Regions from separate parts of the Macaca mulatta genome. Here region 2 is linked to region 1. The links are chromatin contacts, called in public Hi-C maps. All regions are on one chromosome and are shown on one strand. The core of a region is the stretch at or near the end of the contact, and the rest is flanking DNA. Distances in the headings are between cores, read along the strand shown.

Evidence for each region. Hi-C and Micro-C count contacts between places; a contact is called where the count stands out from the background.
Region 2: a contact with region 1 is called in a Hi-C map of fetal cortex germinal zone, with 2.3 times the contacts expected there. The contact joins the promoter of CSNK1A1 here to the promoter of GRPEL2 in region 1. A contact is called at or near these places in 2 of 14 Hi-C or Micro-C datasets (blood and fetal cortex germinal zone).

What each region holds. Positions count from the first base shown.
Region 1 is chr6:158,304,901-158,307,651 of T2T-MMU8v2.0, reverse strand. It overlaps GRPEL2 (GrpE like 2, mitochondrial), which reads right to left and starts at 1,412. Exons shown (of 4, transcript NM_001261153.1): 1 at 1,261-1,412. The coding sequence starts at 1,337.
Region 2 is chr6:158,514,174-158,516,924 of T2T-MMU8v2.0, reverse strand. It overlaps CSNK1A1 (casein kinase 1 alpha 1), which reads left to right and starts at 1,340. Exons shown (of 10, transcript NM_001261235.1): 1 at 1,340-1,949; 2 at 2,620-2,726. The coding sequence starts at 1,827.

The DNA of each region.
Region 1 (2,751 bases), core at 163-2,662:
ATCTGATGTGTGATTTTATAGACAGTTCCACATTCTGGGGTCAGAAAATATGGTCACTGTAGATCTGGGGATAATTACACACAGGGAAACACCTCCTTCTCCCTAAAAAACCACATTTATCCACTTGAAAAAGCAGGTCAAAATATTCTCAGGGCCAGTTCAAAGGGAAAATGGCCAAAGCTTAGACCAAGAAATAGGGGTGGGGAGTTGTGGCCAATCTCAATTCCTGCTGCTTCAGAATTGAAGCAGGGAGGCAGCTTATCAGAAGGAACCATTTTTCTTCTGGTCATTTCCTTACATCACCAACAAGCTGCCAAAAAGACTTGAGAACGGTAAACAAAACCAAGTCCCCAAACCCTGAATACAACCTCTTACTCTGGTGCTAGGGTAGGATGTTGGGTCAGGTGTGTTAAGATAAAAACGGTGACATATATAGTTAAGCACATTTACCAGATTCTCCCGTAGCTTACTTTACTATTCAGAGGTCCAACCCTACCTCGTACTCAACCATTTTTATTCTCTTTCCCAGGAAGAAACAGTGTAGAGGCAATAATCTCTGAGAAAATTAATTAACATCGCTCATTAAATAAGAGCGCCCATTCTAATGCCCTGGTTTCCAGCTCGGGTTCTACCACTTCCCAAATATTTAAGTTTGGAAAACTTACTCAACTTTTCTAAACCTCAGTTTCCTCAATTACTAAATAGGGAATAATAAAAAGAACCACCCATAGATCTGCAGTCGGCCTCGTAAGCGACCAATATAAGCTGCCGATGAATAAAGGCAGCAAATGGAACTTGTCTCCCGAAGGCTGATGCAATGGCCGTTTGGAGAAACCAAGTTCAGCGGCCTCCTTTTACTGACAGGTACAACAGTGCCCGGATAACGGAGAAAGGACTGGCCTAAGGTCACGCGGAGTGAGGGGAGAGAACCCAAATCTACTCACGGGTACCACAGGCTGGGAGAAGAGGCCGGGAGAGAGGTACATCCCTCCCTTGGGGGCTTAAGAGACTTCTCACCTTCCAGGCCATACATGACCTCGGATCTCCCCCGCTTCCTCGGCATAAGAAAGAGGTGCGGCTGGGGGCCTCAGTTTCCCGGTCTGTAAAATGGGGCCGTGAGTGCATGGTCGTAGAGGCCGAGAGGCTTGCTCCCCTCGACTACGTTCAGGTAACTCTCGCTCTCCAGCCCACAACCACCCGGGCTGGCTCGCTAGCCCCGCAGAGTCCTCACGCTACCGACCCCCCGCCTGCAATGCTTACTTGCTGTCCCACGCGGCAGTCGAGGCCAGTAGGCGCTGCACCCGCAGCCGGCCCGCCCACAGCGACCTTACGGCCATGTTCCCGACTTGGGCTGAGGGAGGCAGCGCACGCGCACTCGCTGCAAGTGAAGAGATGCTCCCGCTTAAAAACCAGCCTTTGCGGGCGTTTCCCTCTCAGGGCTTCCGGACAGGAACGCTATACTTCCGTTTGCCCTGTGGCCCGCGCAGTTCCCCATCCGGTCGTTCGGAGCGATCGCAACACTTCCGGCTCTCAGTGTGTTTCGCGAGTAGGCCGGGTCCTAGTGGTAACTACAGAGGCTCCGTGCTGGGCGCAGGGTCGGCGGCAAACAAAGCAGATCATAGCTGTGTCCGCATGGAACTTACTTGATGTTATGAGCGATAAACAGATACAAGCGGGATGTAAAGTCAGAATATGAGCGGTGTTTAAAGGTGAGGGGCAGGTGTTGCGGAAGCCTGGAATAGAAATTTAGCCGTGTGGGATGTTTTCCCAGAGGAAGCGGGTATTTGAGCTGAGCTGAAGAAAGGGTTCAGGCAGAGGGAAACATCTGCAGAAGCCTAATAAAGAGAGAAGAGTATTCCATGTAAGGGACTGAAATATACAGAGGCGGGAGGGCAATAGGACTAGTTGTTAGGTAGGGCTAGATCACGTGAACGGTTTAAAACATTGCAGCCTGAACCATTGCCTATCACTCCTCCCAGCCTTTTTCTCGAATGCCCTTCTTATGGACTTGTTTTTTAAATGGTGTGTATTTTCTCATTTCCTCTCATTAAAATATAAGCTCTTTTAAGGCAGAGATATTGTCTATTCATTCCCATTGAGCAGTGCCCTAATTAGGTGTTCAAAATTATTTCTTTTTTGAGATGGAGTCTCACTCTTATCACCCAGGCTGGCGTGCAGTGGTACAATCTTGGCTCACTGCAACTTCCGCCTCCCAGGTTCAAGCAATTCTCCTGCCTCAGCCTCCTGTGTAGCTGGGATTACAGGCGCCCACCACCAGGCACAGCTAATTTTTGTATTTTTAGTAGAGACGAGGTTTCACCATGTTGGACAGGCTGGGCTTGAACTCATGACCTCAGGTGATCCGCCTTCCTCAGCCTTCCAAAGTGCTGATGACAGGCATGAGCCACTGCCCCCGGCTTCAAAAACTTTTTTTTGCTGAATTTAGACTGATTCTGATTGCAATGGAATATGAAAATAAATAAAATGTAAAAGCTATTGGAACCTCCCAAATACTTTAAGCTTTGAGAGAAATGTGGCTGTGGTCTGGGTCCATGTAGCAGAGCAGAAACCAGATTTCTCCCCTGTCAATCACTGATGTTTGTAATAGATGGCCTCCTTTATTGTCCTGTACCTAACTCAGACCAGATGGTGCCCTGAATTGAACTGACCCCACGACAGTTACACCTGCAGGGTGTGATGTTAAATATACCTTTCTTGAAGGAAAAAGACCACCTTAACTACTCAGATCGT
Region 2 (2,751 bases), core at 91-2,590, 210 kb before region 1:
TAATTAATTATTTTTTTGAGAGAGGGTCTCTCTGTTGCCCAGGCTGGAGTGCAGTAGCGTGATCTAGTCTCACCGCAACCTCCGCTTCCGAGTAGCTGGGGTTACAAGTGTACGTCATCACACCCAGCTAATTTTTGTATTTTTAGTAGATACGGGGTTTCGCCATGTTGGCCAGGCTGGTCTCGAACAACTGACCTCAAGTCATCTGCCCGCCCCGGCCTCCCAAAGTGGTGGGATTACAGGCGTGAGCCACTGCGCCCGGCCCTCATTTCTATTTTAATTAAATTTTATTTAGGATAGGCTTAGCTTAAATGTTTACGACTGAGGTCTGACTTAAGATGATAGCATAAACCATGGAGCTTTCTTTTGTGAACATTACTATTACTCAACCCAATTTTCCCAGGTCAAATTTTGTAATACAAAATGTGGTCAAGATTTGATTCTCTGATCGATTTTTAGTAAAAAAGAAAAAAATTTCCGTGTAGCTTTAAATGTTGTCAATTAAATTTTGTAATAGTTACCTCTACTCTGTTCAGGTTAATACTGCGGTTTTCAACATGACCAACATACGATTCTTTGTTGTTGTTTTGGTGGGGTTGGGGGGCATAACAGTTTTTTCACTCTTGTTAAATTAATTTTCTGTTGATTCCATCTATCCCTAATCTTCACTATGAACAAGATACTGGGTTTTCTTCTGAAGATCAAAAGTGGTAGTGAGGCAATAATGCAAAGACGTAGGACGGCAGGGGGATTCCGGCTTCTTTCTTTTTTCCCCTCCTGTGGAAAGAGGGTCTATAACACTCCGTAGTAGAGAAGAAAATTCTAATTATGAAGGGTAATTAGCTAGGTTTTGCTATAACCGAGAGCCCTGAACGATTCCTCAACGCGGGCTGCTTTTCTCTTCCTCTCCACCAGAGGCGATAGCCTCTTTCCAAACAGAAACTGGGTTGGAATAGGCCGGTCCTGGGGAGCGGCCAGAAGAAAGATCAAAGGTTAAAAACCGCCTCAAAGAGCAAAGGTCAATACCCAACTCCTAAGGAGGCCTGACACGAAACATGAAGGTGACTCCTCCCAACATCGAGGCCTGGGGCCACTCAGCCTTCCAGAGACCCTGCGGGTCCGAGGCGAGTAACAGGTAACACCAGCTGAGCCGCCGCCGACCGGAAGTGGAAGAAAGCCCGGGGCGGGGTGAGGCAGGCCGCGGCACGCCTGCGCAGTCAGCAGGAGTTGCAGCGCTCATGCGCTACTGGGCGGTGACAGGGTGACGCTCGGAGCGTGGGCCGCGACTCTCACGGATCCGGTTCCGCCCTCTCGCTGCCGATCCTTCGGAGCGAGCGCCCCAGATCCCTTTCCCAGAGTGCTCTGCGCCGTGAAGAAGCGGCTCCCGGGGACTGGGGGCATTTTGTGTTGGCTGGAGCTGGAGTAACAAGATGGCGGCGTCGGCGGAGTGACAGGGGTCCCTCAGGGCCGGAGCCGGCGGCAGTGGTGGTAGCTGTATCGCCGCCCTAGCTCACCGCGCCCCTTTTCCAGCCCGCGACGTCGCCGCGCAAGCGAGGCAGCGGCGGCCGCCGAGAAACAAGTGGCCCAGCCTGGTAACCGCGAGAAGCCCTTCACAAACTGCGGCCTGGCAAAAAGAAACCTGACCGAGCGGCGGTGATCAGGTTCCGCTCGGCTGATTCTGGGCCCCGAACGCCGGTAAAGGCCTCCGTGTTCTGTTTCCTGCCGCCTTCCTCCGTAGCCTTGCCCAGTGTAGGAGCCCCAGAGGCCTCCGTCGTCTTCCCAGAGGTGTCGGGGCTTGGCCCCAGACTCCATCTTCGTCTCTCAGGATGGCGAGTAGCAGCGGCTCTAAGGCCGAATTCATTGTCGGAGGGAAATATAAACTGGTACGGAAGATCGGGTCTGGCTCCTTCGGGGACATCTATCTGGCGATCAACATCACCAACGGCGAGGTAATCACCTGGGGTGGGGTTCACGATAACGCTGCGCTTTTCCTCATTCCCCCCACCACCACCGCGCACCCCCAAAGTGCTCGGGCCTTTCCTCACCGCACGCACTCGCCAGGGAGTCCAGGGAGCTAGTTTTCCTGGCTTGCGATCCTCGCCCGCTCTCTCCCTAAAAGGGTCAAGAACCCGATAGAAAGGTTGGGGGAACTAGTTTCCCAGCTTGTTAAACACGTCCCATAAATGTCCCTTCGTCGAGCTGTTTTTTTTTTAACCGACTTTTAAGGTGGAAACGGCAAAATCCTCTTTCTGTGATTCCCATGCTTTGCTTTGCTTTTCTTTTATTTAATTTTTAATCCTACTGGGCCTCTTGTTCCAATTAGAACAGTTTCCGATTGCCTAGTTCCTTAAAAACCTCTCACTACGTTCAGAGGTTGCTTCTTTTTTCTGGATGAATCATTTTCCTGCACTTTAGAGGACGTACGATTTCGTCACTACCCCCTGAAGAGGCCTTTGAGGCTGGTTGCCTCGTTTTATAATTACAGAGAGCTTTCTCTTTCCAGCTTTTCACTTCTTCCTTGTAGTCGCGACTTGGAGTTTTGCTAATGTCTCTCTCCTTTCCTAAATGACACTGAATCCGTAGGGATGTTGATGCCATCATCCCCTCTTTCCCCTGCAGGAAGTGGCAGTGAAGCTAGAATCTCAGAAGGCCAGGCATCCCCAGTTGCTGTACGAGAGCAAGCTCTATAAGATTCTTCAAGGTGGGGTTGGCATCCCCCACATACGGTAAGAACCCCGTGCATGTAGGCGA